2 separate regions of the Mus musculus genome follow, and region 1 is linked to region 2. The links are chromatin contacts, called in public HiChIP or PLAC-seq maps. All regions are on one chromosome and are shown on one strand. Each heading gives the region's core, a stretch centred on a gene start, on an enhancer-like site or on the middle of the called end of the contact. The rest is flanking DNA. Distances are from core to core; before and after follow the strand shown.

Evidence for each region. HiChIP or PLAC-seq counts read pairs in DNA pulled down with a chosen protein or histone mark.
Region 1: a contact with region 2 is called in an H3K4me3 HiChIP or PLAC-seq map of embryonic basal ganglia, with 4 times the contacts expected there. The contact joins two enhancer-like sites. A contact is called at or near these places in 3 of 484 Hi-C or Micro-C datasets (all in embryonic stem cells) and 1 of 115 datasets of contacts at active chromatin or transcription factors (embryonic basal ganglia).

The regions. Positions count from the first base shown.
Region 1 is chr9:100,412,885-100,419,212 of GRCm38.p6, forward strand. No RefSeq gene overlaps it. Among named protein-coding and RNA genes, the nearest start is that of Gm34397, 8.3 kb to the left of the region's middle. Within about 2 kb of position 2,642, at least 20 of the 459 cell types and tissues checked have an H3K27ac peak or open chromatin away from gene starts, as enhancers often do. A contact at or near this core is called in embryonic basal ganglia, where this site is marked.
Region 2 is chr9:99,949,921-99,956,351 of GRCm38.p6, forward strand. No RefSeq gene overlaps it. Among named protein-coding and RNA genes, the nearest start is that of Gm23594, 9.4 kb to the left of the region's middle. Within about 2 kb of position 4,926, at least 9 of the 459 cell types and tissues checked have an H3K27ac peak or open chromatin away from gene starts, as enhancers often do. A contact at or near this core is called in embryonic basal ganglia, where this site is marked.

The DNA.
Region 1 (6,328 bases), core at 1,392-3,891, 460 kb after region 2:
CAAGGTAACCCAGGGACATCTTGTTTGCATTTCAATGCACCAAGTGTCAGGTCCTTATTTCATTACTCGCCAGTACATTAGTGGACGATTTTTAATTTCTTTTTCCCCCCTTTAGCAAAGCCCCATAGAGACCACTCGCTCTTGCCACTTGCGTCAGGAGCAAGGCTGCATTATTTTTAAATGCTACAGTGTCTGGGTCTCACTTGAAATGTTGCTGAATTAACAAAATAAATGATAGCGTACCAACAGCGGTTCCGTCTGGATTTTTTTTTTTCAAAACACAATTTTTTTTTTTGCTGCTTTTATTGAGCTTATTCTATAGAAGGGGGTCTATTAGGAATACTGCTGTGCTGTCTTCATATTTTAAACTGGCCACAAATCTGTGTTGAGTGCTTTGGTTTTTCTTTTGTCCGGATGTACGTTGCTCCTTTCGAAAACAATACATGAAGAAGGTACAAGAAAGTCTTCTTTGAGCATCAGTTTCAAATGGCCTAATCAAATCTGCAAGACTGTAATCTCCCGGGGGGGCTGCTAGATACCTAGACCTCCCAGGAAGAAGGCAGTAGATTGGATGTTGATGTCATAGATACTGAGAGCAGGTCCCCTCTCAGTGTCTCCAAAACCTTGAAGGAAGCATTCCTCCTAATATGTTACCCATGTACATTATCAAAATGGAAAGCTGTTTTTGACTGTAAGTTTCACACTGTAGTGGACATCACAATCTCTGAGGGAAGTTGTCGTAAGTATAGACGGTCGGCCCCATGCCGAGAATTTCTAATCCAGTAGATCTTAAATGAGGTCTCAGAATCTGTCCTTGTGAGAAGGTTCTAAGTCAGATGGACAGCAACTGGCTAGAGACAGAACTGAGACAGGAACTGGCTAGAACCACGCCAGAGTGAATCTGAGTCCAGCTCCATCGCTTACCTTCCTAGTGGCCTCGGGAAGTTACCTCACCTCTCTGAGCTTTAGATTGTTCAATAAAATGGATCTCAAAACGGCAGTCTCTCTTGGAGTAATTGTCAGAACAAAAATTAGTATATATAGTCTCCTGGCACAAAGCCAGACACTTGAAAGACGAAGACAAAAAGAAAAGAAAAAAGAAAAAAAAAAAAACCTCAGCTTCTTCTCCTTCTTCTCATAGAAGCCTAACAATTCAGAGAATGCCTGTATGGCTCTTTTCTCAACCTGCCTGCATAGCCATTCAACAACTGTTCTGAGGTCGCCTAAGAAGGGGGGTGGGGGGGCGCTCGCTACTTCAGGGAGATCCAAGTCTGTGGTCAGTTCTCACTGGGAGAAACTGTTACATTGAATTAGAACCTACCAGCTGAAATTGCCTGCTTCTTCCCTTCAGAGTCACAAAGAATACATTTTCTTTTAATTTTAAAAGTGTCTTCCACACATCCCACAGGTTTACCAAGTCTTTGAAACTGAAATCTTGAGCAACTCTACACCTGGTGTGCTTAGTGGTGAATTAACGACGGTTTCTCTTGTGTGTCTATTCTCTCACTAACCCAGTGTTGTAAGGAAATCTCTGATGAAACTGGGGTTGACAAGACAGGCAGAAGGTAAATTGTGGGGCTGAATTTGGATAGCCCACAGAGTGAAAGGATCAGATCTGTGCTTATGAAGAGCATGCTGTTAAGAGCTTGAAGAAAATATTGAATATGGTAAAGCTGGAGCCAAGGAGACCCATCACAGGCTTATAGAGAGGAGACAATGAGCAGGAGATGTGTGAAGAGGGCAGAAAAGAACAGGGATTTGTTATCGGCTGCATTCGAAGGATGCCCAAAGGAAGGTGCCAGGAATGATGCCCAAGACTCCCACAGCTGAGCACACAGGACTAACACGCATCTGGGAAAGGAAACCATTGAAGTCGATCTGGCTTTCTAGGAAAAGATGGGCCTTTTGTAGCTACTTTCAGTTCGAAGGAATTCTTGAATTCTATAGCCAGTTAAATATATAGGTCTGCATTTTCAGGAAAAAGAGATGGATTGTAGGTATAGAGCAAGTGTCAATCACTTGTAGATTGTGGGAGAAATATAGAAGGGCCAAAAAACTCAGGACTTAGGGTACAATGAGGAGACAAGGTGAGAAGTAAAGCAACACAGCGTCTGCAGAGGAATGGGACACCAGAGATGTCAGAAACATGGAGGAGACACAGGAAGTGACACCAATATCGAAGGCAAAAGAGAAAGCTGAGAAGCGCACCCAGTGATGCCCAGAGCTTCAAAAACATGGACAGAGGTGTCCAGTGCTGCAGAAACATGGGCAGTGGTATAGAATGAGCACTTCCAGAAAGAGTCCCATTGTGGTCTCTGAGAGGGAATGTGGTGAGAAAGGTTCCATGGATAATGGCGGTTAGGGCCATGCAATTGTGTAGGAGTGAGGGAGAAGGGGAAACAAAAGTTACAAATTATGCTTTCTTCAATATGATACACAAAAAGGAAGAGTTTTTAAAAAAAATTTTAACAAGTAGGTTTTTCTGTGTGGTAGCAGCCAGTAGCCCTGGCCAACACTTCTTTACATAACTCCAACCCCATGACTGACAGACGTCGACCACGGTAAAGTCATGAATAGTAAGGAGCTGCTTTAGCAGCAGTGGAGAGGAGAAACTTGGCCTCGTGCCCAGCTTACACTGTTTCTTGGGGAAATGAGACACTGTTGAAGCTACTGTGCCTGCAGAATGCAGTCCTGCCTAAGAACACTGGGGTCTTTGGAAGGGAGTAAAAAGAAGGCTCACGCACTAAGAAGTGGACGTCTGCCCCAATTTTACAAGCCATGTCATAAAGGGGAGGACCTGGGAGCAGCCTCTACCCCAGAGGCCCTGCTACAAACCTCAGATTTATTCTCCTGACCCGTACCTTCTATGGTCCACCAGCATCTTTTCACTGGATCCAGGATCTGCCTCCATCACTCCTCACTTGGGGCATCCATACCCCATTCATTACTTCACCTCCACATCACTACTTCTATAACCTTCAAGTTCAGCAACCAAATCCCCAAATGAAGGACAGACTTGCCAGCTCACTATCCTCACAGAACCTCTACCAGCAAAACCAGGCACAGCCAAACCTCCAACTACTATCCTCTACAGCTCAGCACAAGACCCTCCCTGGGCAGAGAGGAGCCTTAAGTGTTATTTATTCAACCAAAGGCTTACTGGTTCTATAGTGGTTCTATTCTAATTTTCTATACAGATTTTTTCATATTACCCACGACAGAAGCAATGTTCATTGTGCTAGAATCTCTGGAATACCCAAGTCATGAGAAAAGGCTCCAACCAGCCCAGTGGAGCAGGCTTCCCTCCAACCACAGGCTCTGCTTTGTTGCTATCCTCCATGGCTTCATTGTTGACAGAGGTCCTGAGGTTGCTACACACCTAATAAGTAGTAGATGAATGTGAGCCCAGCTCTTCCATCACCATAGCCTACAGCCTCTACCATAGTCCCTCACCCAGACTAGTGGTACAAGGAAGAATATGCCCTAACCCAGAGATCTCTACCTGGCAAGCACGGGTCCTGTCTGGAACAAGCTTTTAGGAACACACCAGGGGACCGCACTGGATCGCTTATGGCAGTAACAGTGTGGAACAGCACAGGCTGACTCTCACATGAGTGAGAATGGGTACCTCCGTCACTGCACATAGCACAGCTATCTCAGCCTAGCCTCAGCCCTGCACACTCCTCAGGATTCAAGGCTGCATAAATTACCTTATTCTATAAGTGTGTTTCTGCCCCACCCCCACCCCCACCATAGGACGATATCGGATTCATGTTTATATTGAAGATGACTGTTTCTGGGATGAAGGTTTGACATACATTCCTGGAGTAAAATGATCTGAAGCAAAGATGATGATGGATGGGAACTTAACTCATTCTAGAGACCCCAGACTGTGAAACCTGGAAGGGAGAGAAAGTCTATTCACACACAATAGAATTTGAGCCTTGCCAGGGGCCCTTTCTCCTGAGGAAATAAATAAGGGTTCTCACAGTGTTTCCTCCTTCCCCATGATCAAGGGGGAGATGTGTTTTTCTGCCAGCTTCCAACCCCATTGGTTGAGGGTTGTTTGTGTCTGAGTTCAAAGCAGGCTCCCACTGACATCTCATGTTGTCACAGAAGCCCTGGAGTAACGGAAGGAGGTCAAAGGCTGCACAAAGCCATTAACCACACAGACAAGGCTGGAATGAGAACTGACCCAGCATGTGAAGTGTGGAGTGATTCTCTCCCTTTCTTTTATCATACTTTTTAATATGCTGGGTTGTTGGTTTTTTTTTTTCAACATAAACATGAGCAGCATTACAAAGATTTAGCAGTCATGATTCTTTGTTTTGAATAAATATATGCAAAGGATACTCTCCCCCCACCCACCATCCCCCCACCTCTCATCCCTACCCCCCCCCCACATCCCTACCCCTCACCCCCAATGTCTACATTGTAGCAGGCCTATAAGGTAAACTTTATTTTAAGCTGGAAGATATGGGGCCCTTGCAGATGGCAAGAACTTCTGGGGACTTGAATGGAGTTCAGCTAGGATTCTGGTTCCTTGTGAGTAAGTGCCCTACACACACACACACACACACACACACACACACACACACACACACACACACACACACACAGGCTCACCTGGGGGTTGTGAAAGGGGGAATTCCTATGGCTTATGTGAACGTGTCAACAATTCCTAAGCTTGAATCTCCAGCCCAGACCTTGATCTAAAGCCCCACATACAATGTCTGCTCTGGTTTGCCTGACATCTTCAAATGTGCCTCAGAGGGATCTCAAAATGAGTAAACTCAATGCTGACCTTAGCCGCTCATCATCATCCACAAAAGTTTCCCTTCTGAATCTCTCATTGCTAGAAGCTAGTTTATAAGCCTCCAAATTTTTACATATTGAAGTCCTCACGCTCCAAACATGGCCTTATTCAGAAATTAGATTTCTGAAAGCACCCCTAAGTTAAAGAGAAGCCTTTTGCATGGACACTAATCCAATATGACTATGGTCATATAAGAAGAAATTCTCACCTGAGCCATTTAGAAGAAAGACATCTGGGGGTGGTTCTACAAGCCTTTAATCCCAGCACTAAAGAGGCAGAGGCAGGTGATCTCTAAATTCTGTCAAGGCCAGCCTGGTCTACAGAGTGACTTACAGGACTGCCAAGGCTACACAGAGAAACCTTGTCTCAAAAAAAGCAAACAAGAAAAATTTTTTTTAAAAAAAGGAAGGGAGGGAGGGAGGGGGAGAGGGAGGGAGAGAGGGAGGGAGGGGAGAGGGAGGGAGGGGGTAGGGAGAGAGGGAGGGAGGGAGAGAGGGAGGGAGGGAGAGAGGGAGGGAGGGAGAGAGGGAGGGAGGGAACAGACACTGGCCATCTACAAGGTAAGAAGAGATCCTGGGACAGACTCTTCCATTACATGACAGCAGTCTTCCTAACACCTTGACCTCAGAGTCCTCCTTGGCAGAACTATAAGTCTTGTTATTCGAGATCCCCAGGTTATGAGTCTTTGTTACAGCAACCCCTAGCAAACTAATATACCTTATAAACAATTCTCACTATCACACCAGTCTTTAGCAGCTAAGATCCACAAGTCCAGATAGATGTCTGCCTGCCCTGGGTCACCTTATTCATAGCCACGCATGCACCAACTTGCAAAGCACTTCCCAGCCTATCCGCATCCTACATCCATTATTGCCACGTGGCCCATATTCATGAACGCTAACTATATCCACCATCTATCTGGTAATCAGCCCGTTTTTATATTGGTTCCTCTGACAGAGCAGGCATAGACTTACCTATGGAATCATACTCTGACATTAACTAAATAGGGCCAAGCAGTAAAATATCCAGGGTCACCACTTTCTTGTGCAAGCTGCTGAGTTAACTTCTAACTTCTGACCTATTCTGCCCTGTTTGGGCTTGTTACACTTCTTAATACTTGCCTCTAACTTTGAGTTTGACCTCCATGGGAGACTTTAGATCCGGGACCTTCACGGGCTGAGCACACAGCTTTGACTCTCCTTGCCTTTCTGTGCCCCTGCTGTCCCCTGCTGCCTTCTCCTGTTCGGACCCTCGGCGCTTAACCATGCCCAGCCCTTCAGTTCTGCCCTTATCCCAACCCCCAACCCCCCCCCCAGACACTTGTCAGGAATCCTGGAGATGCCTCCTGGCTCAGACTACTCATAAAGAGCTGCTCTTCAGTCTCTACAAGGAGCAACTTGATTTGATGAGAAAGTCCAGTTCCCCCACCCCGCAATACCGTACACAACTGCCTGCCCCTCTTACCTCAGCAGGGCTCTCTTCGATAGCCCCCTTCTTTGCTGAACATTCCAG
Region 2 (6,431 bases), core at 3,676-6,175:
GATCTTTTATGATTTTGTATACATTTTAAGATTTGTTTTCTAATTCTATAAAGAACAAACATCATTGCGATTGTGGGGACTGCATTGAATCTGTAAATTTTATTTTGGTGATATAGGAGTCCAGTGTTGGGAGGAATTGCCCAGACCTAGCAGCCTGGTGGGTTATTGATTCTGAACCATTTGCAGAAGAGCTGGTCTCTTGGGGTCAGTGTGCAGCATTATGAAGGGAGATCAGCCCAGTTGTGTGCATACCTTGCTGTAGTTCTGTCTTCAGGGGAGATTTGAACAGCTCACTGTCATGCTAGCTTGTTAGTGTCTCTAGTCGCTTATGAACACACTCTGTCCTTCATACTTTTATTCCTTCTTGCACATGTTTTATCTTTTTTGTGTTTATTTGTGGCATTCTGCTTAATATCTTTATACCCATCCTTCCCATCATTTTCTTTTCAGCAATTTCTGATCTTTAAAAAAATCCAGTCAATTTTTTATAGTATCAATGTGATCAAAATTTAAATTTTTATTTGGTTAATTTATTGAACAATTTTTATGCTTTTTATTATTTGGCCGTAAAATGTCGGTCTCTCTTTAAAGATATTCACCGTGGTGATATTTTATAACTATGCATAAAATTTCAACAACTGAAGTACTTCATATAGGAATATATGTCTAAATTTGTGACTTGTGCTGATCTCTTTATGATGGCTTGTTTTCTGGCGACCTTCTAAATTTTTTAAAATTGTGACTTCATTGGCCCAACTCAATCATTAAGTCCAGAGAGATGGGGAGTCCTGAGGGATAGTGGGTCCTGAGGGATGTTGGCTCCTGAGAGATATTGAGTCTTGAGTGATGGGGTATCCTGGGGAACGGGAGAGCTGATGTCCTGAAGGATGGTAGGTCTTGAATGATGATGCGGCCTGAGGGATGAGGAATGGTGAATTCTTAGGGATGGAGGGTCCTGAGGGTTGAGGAGTCTTCAGAGATGGGGAATCTTTAGGGGACCTGAGGGATGGAGGCTGTCCTAAAGGATGATGGGTCCTGAAGGATGGGGAGTTCTGAGGGATGATGGGTCCTGATGAATAGTTTCTGAAATATGGTGGTGGTAGGGATCCTGAGGCATGAGTAATTCCATTTGTCTTTTGGTCATTTTTTTTGCAAATCTTGGCTACTTTGATTTCTAGACCGAGTATTGTGGGATCAGGAAGATGATAAATGTCAGGGTAGGCAGGTCTGAGGTAGAAAACTCCTGTTGAGTCTAGTGCATTGATTAAGAACAGCGTTGTCATTGCTGTTGTTTTCTGCCCAGGGCCACAGCACAGTAGGTTTCTTCAGCTCATTTCTCTGGAAGGAAGGCAAGTTTAACCCTGATGCTGTCAGTGGTGCCCTTCCTTTTGAGGACTTGTCATGATGGGCGCTTGAGGTGACTTTCCTTATTTTCTTGTGCTTAGGATTTTGCCTCCTGTGTCTCTGCCTTTCCTCTCCAAGGCTTTGGGTCTCTCCATTGATTTTGCCTTTTGGTTTTCACCAGATTCTTCTCATGGCTATCACTTACACAGTTCAACTTTTTTAAAAAAAAGAATTATTTATTTAATGTGTATGAGTACACTGTACCTGTCTTCACACACCAGAAGAGCGAATGGGGTCCTGTTACAGGTGGTTGTGAGCCACCATGTGGTTGCGGGGAATTGAACTCAGGACCTCTGGAAGAGCAGTCAGGGCTCTTAACTGCTGAGCTATCTCTCCAGATCCATAGTTAAACTTTTTAATGTTTATCTTTAACTGGAAAACAGTTCCTATACTTATTACTGGGATATAATATGTTATGATACACATATATACACCCTTGAATGACTAAATAAAACTATTAATACATCTGCCATGTGATGTATTTTTATTTTTTATTAATTTTGTGAAATTAAAAAAAACCTGTGAAGGGATTTTCCCTCCTTGTCCATTTAAGCACATCTTGCTGTCGCATGCAGGCCCTGAGTCAGGCTAGGGTATTCAAGGGAGGCATCTTAAGCTGTCTAGTCAGCTAGGCTGGGAGGAGGGAGGGACCTAACTTTAGACTTTTTCATTTAACAAACCATGTCTTGATAATTGATTTCTTTGTTGACAATAAATAGCAATCTTGAAATATTGTGTACCTAGGAGATGCAGAAAATAGATCATCTTAAAGTTGGTGATTTCCAGTCTCCAGAGTAAAAATCTAAACCATTTACGTTCATATCCAGTCTCTTGTTGATTCTCCTCTTCTCCACGATTCCATGATTGCCAGTTGTAGGAGCCTCTGTTCTCTTTGGCCCCCTTACTTGTTCGTTTGAATATGAAAGTGCTCTCATGTTGACAGCTTCTTTCTTCACTCATTACATTTGGGGTTGGGTATAGTGGTGCTCACCTTTAACTCCAGCCCTTAGGAGACAGGAGGTGGAGCTCTGTGAGTTCAAGACCAGCCTGGTCTACACAGAGAGTTGCAGAACAGCCAGGGCTACATTTCTTCTCACTCCCTTCTGGAACATCATCCCTTTTTATAGAGAAGATAAATATTTTATTAAAACACAAATCATGGAGGTATTGTCAAGGGAAGTCTTAGCATATGAGAAGCTCCTCTTGTCAATACGAGAAATCCTTAAGCTGTGCCTTATGTCTCATGTCTACAACTCTCAGTTGCTTAACTCAGCCCCTTCTTCACTTGATCTTCTATGTGTGATGCAACATCTGGCTGGTTTGGGAGCTGTTGGTGGCCCTCCATCCTGTTCCCTCTCCCTATGATGTTCCTTCCACCACTGAGCTTTCTCTAAAGGCCAGTGTGCTTTATGATGCCCTGGAAACTTCTCCTCTTTCCCATGGGGTCATGGAGGCTGCACCCTGTGGTTCCTATTCAGGATTACAAGATTCTGGAGACAGGTATGGCTGTTGAAACTTCAGGGGTGAAAAAATCATCCATGCACATATGGGGCAGATCCTGTGATATTGAGTTGTAGAGGGAAAACACACAACTCAGTCCTGCCTGAGTCCTAGACTCTGAGATTGAACCCTGCATACAAACTTCAGGTCTAGGCAGTCACAGAGGCGGCTGAACACCAGAGTAACATCCGAGTCCTGGGGGTAGTGATATCAGGAGCTTCCTGGGCGATTGTGGCCTAGAGTGGCCATAAGTTCAAAGTTTTCAGATTCTTTCTCACTAGTCTAATGCAGTGGCCAGGCTGGCCACATAGGTAACTTGACATGAAAGTGAAGGTCGGGCTCTCCAAAGACCCTGGTTTTCTTTTGTCATTAACATCACAGAGTTAGGTCCAAGGTTCTGCTCACTGAGCTACCAAAGACAGATCTTGCTTGTGATGGAGGGAGCATGGCCTTGAATTCTGTTGGTCAGGTAGGAGACAGAAAAAAGTGAAAGAATGGAATGTGTTCCACCCCTCTGCACTTTCTGCTGTTGTTTTAAATTTTATTTTACGTGTGTGTGTGTGTGTGTGTGTGTGTGTGTGTGCACAAGCACAGGCCAGAAGATAACTTATGAAAGTTGGTTTACCATGTGGTCCAAGGAATAGAGCTCAGGTTTTCAACTCAGGTTCAAGTCATCAGGCTTGGTGACAACCTAAAGAGCCCCTCACTGGTCCCCCAGTCCCTTGTTATCAGTCTCTTTCCACTAGAGCAGGAATACTTCAGGAGAAAAATGTTTTTTTCTTTGTTTTATAACATTGGGCGCCCGAATTAGCTGTTGTCTACAACTTGGGCATTTCTTCATATCCAAAGTCTTAGTTTTGTCATCTGTACAATGGGCCTCCACAATATTTCAAAGCATATGCACAGTCGTTAAGTGAGTGAGAGGACCTTCCATTCTCCTTCTCCTTCAAGAAGGTCAAGCTGGGCAATCTTCATGTTGTTGAATTGAATGCCATGAGTTTGAGTTCAACCATCCAGAGCGTTCCCTCAGGAACAGCTGGAGAGAGGGACCATTGGCTCATCCTTCCTTGATGTCCTCTCCCTCCCCTGTCTTTCCTGAGTCTTCAAGTTGTGCTGGGAGTTGGGTAGGTGTGGGGAAACCCCAAGCTGCTGAAAAGACTGCCTTGAAAGTCGCTGGGAGCAAAGGCAAGAAGCCAGAATCAAAGATTACCTTGTTTTTTGGAGTGTATCACTGGCCATTGTCCTCATCAAACAAAGCCCTTTCATCAGCGTGGCTTTAAAACACTTTTTTTTTCACTCCTTTATTTTGCTTTGAAATAAGCTAGGCAACAATTAATTTCAGAGAGAGAGAGAGAGAGAGAAAGATAATTCAACAAGGATCTATTACTGCTCTCAGCTTCTATTGCTGTAATGAAAATCTATTTCCTTTCCCTTTTGTGTCCCATATAATTTAATGCCCATTTTATTAATGGTCTGAAATAATTACGGAACCCTTTGTGATTCTCAAGTATGTTTCATTTAATTGTGCAATAAATGCCTAATCTCTTCCTCCATCTGAAGCTATTATGGCGTTAAAATTAACAATTATGCAGCAATGCGCCGGGGTCCATAGAAATCACTTCAGATAACTAGACATATATAAATCATTCATGAGAACAATTTCTGAAAAGAGACGGAGGGGGAAAAATGTGTTGAAAATGACATTGGGAAGCCCAGGGCCCAGCCTGTAAGAAGATAGTAACACCTTTAAAAAAATCTTTTTTTTTCTTTCCTTTTTGTTATTATTATTTTATTAATTGTGTATGTGGCATAGCCCTCCCCCCCCATTTCTTTTAGCCTGACAGATATTTTCAGAATTAATTAACTGTTAGCTCTGAGGATAAATTGTTCATTATCAATCCCCCCTCTCTTTCCTTTTATAGTTTTCCTTTTTCTTTCAGGCCAGCAATTACACTGCGCGCCGTTCTCTAGGAGCTCCGTTCTGCACAGCTATCCAAATGGGGAAAGCGCTCTTTCGCTCAGCTCTATTCACTTCTCCTCTCCTCCCTTTTGTGGGATTTAATAACCATGGCTGATAGGCTCACACTGGACAGAGAGGTTAAGTTTGTTGTCTCAGCACTTTGCTGACAGGGGACAGTAGCGCAGGAATTCTGTGACTTTTAACCAGCAGCCCCATGGAACTGCTACGGCTGGGCCCACACAGACAGCTGCTAATAGCAGCCAGAAACGCTTAACTCTAATTGCCTGCTTACCGAGTACCATTTCCATTGCTGCTGCCAAAGTTGCTTCTGTTTTTACAAAAACATCCCCGGACCCTAAGAGATTCCCAGCAAGTAGTTTCTAGCGATACCCGCACCCTGGCACATATACGTGTTTGGATCAGGCTCCATCTTCCACCATCTTCCTGGCTAGGCAAGAATAGATGACAGAAACAGGTGAGATGGGGACTATGGCAAATTGGAGGTCCCATACCCTGCCTGAAGGGGGCAGCTGCTACACAGCTTCTGGGAATCCCTGCCTTTGGGAATGGGGGGGGGGGGGGTAGGGCTAATTATCTAATTCTGGAAACCTGAAACTTCACTGTGAGGCCTGCCAGTCAATTGTTGACAAACAAATTGGAAAAAAAAATTTAAGCACAACGTATGCCAAATGAGAGCACGAATTCTGGCTAGGGCTACTATTTTGGGTTACTGCACTAAAAATGGATGCTCGGGTCTAGAATTTGGTCCCGCAAGCGGTTCCTAACTGACTTTCTCTCTTTCCTTAGGTCTGTAGACCATGAGTTTTGAGGGATGGAAAATGCCTTGGTTGTTTAGAATGGTGAGTCTGTAACTTGAAGGATGTTGGGAAAGAGGAACTCATAACTGGCCACTTGCCAAGGATCATCCCCAAATAGGCAGGGTAAATCCGGAAGAAACAGGATTATCATCAAGGGCTACAACTCCATCCTTACTGCCACTCCGCCGGTGCTCTGCCTAAGTTAAGTGTTAACTGAAGTCACATGGGATCGTACGAAGCCCAGAGCACTTGGTGCGACGGTGCAGGAGACCCGAGCATAGCTATGAGAGTTAATACTGATGAGAACATAATAAAAAGCAGGCCCTAATTCATATGGACGAGTAGGTATGTTTAAGTTCCATTGTGACTGCATTACTTGGTAAACGATGCTATCAGTCCCGTTTTGCAACTGAGAAATTAAGACGTGTGGATGTATACAATCCTTCAACACCGTGGCAGCAGCAGGATTCAAACCCATTTCCACCTGACCCCAGAGAGTTAGTGCTTAACCGCTGTTCAGCATCCCGCCTCTCTTGATGGACAGTAGTTTGAGAGAAGTTAAACATAAAGATTATTACTGGAGAATTTCTAGAAAATAACATCAATAAAACAAATCTACACAGACACAACTGTTTCATTGTTCATTGTCTAACTTGGAGACGATGTTTAATCATTTTGAGCAGCCCAATGATAAATAGTCCCAGTGTCCGGACAGCTCTCTTTCTTCCACTGTCAGAATTACATTCTGA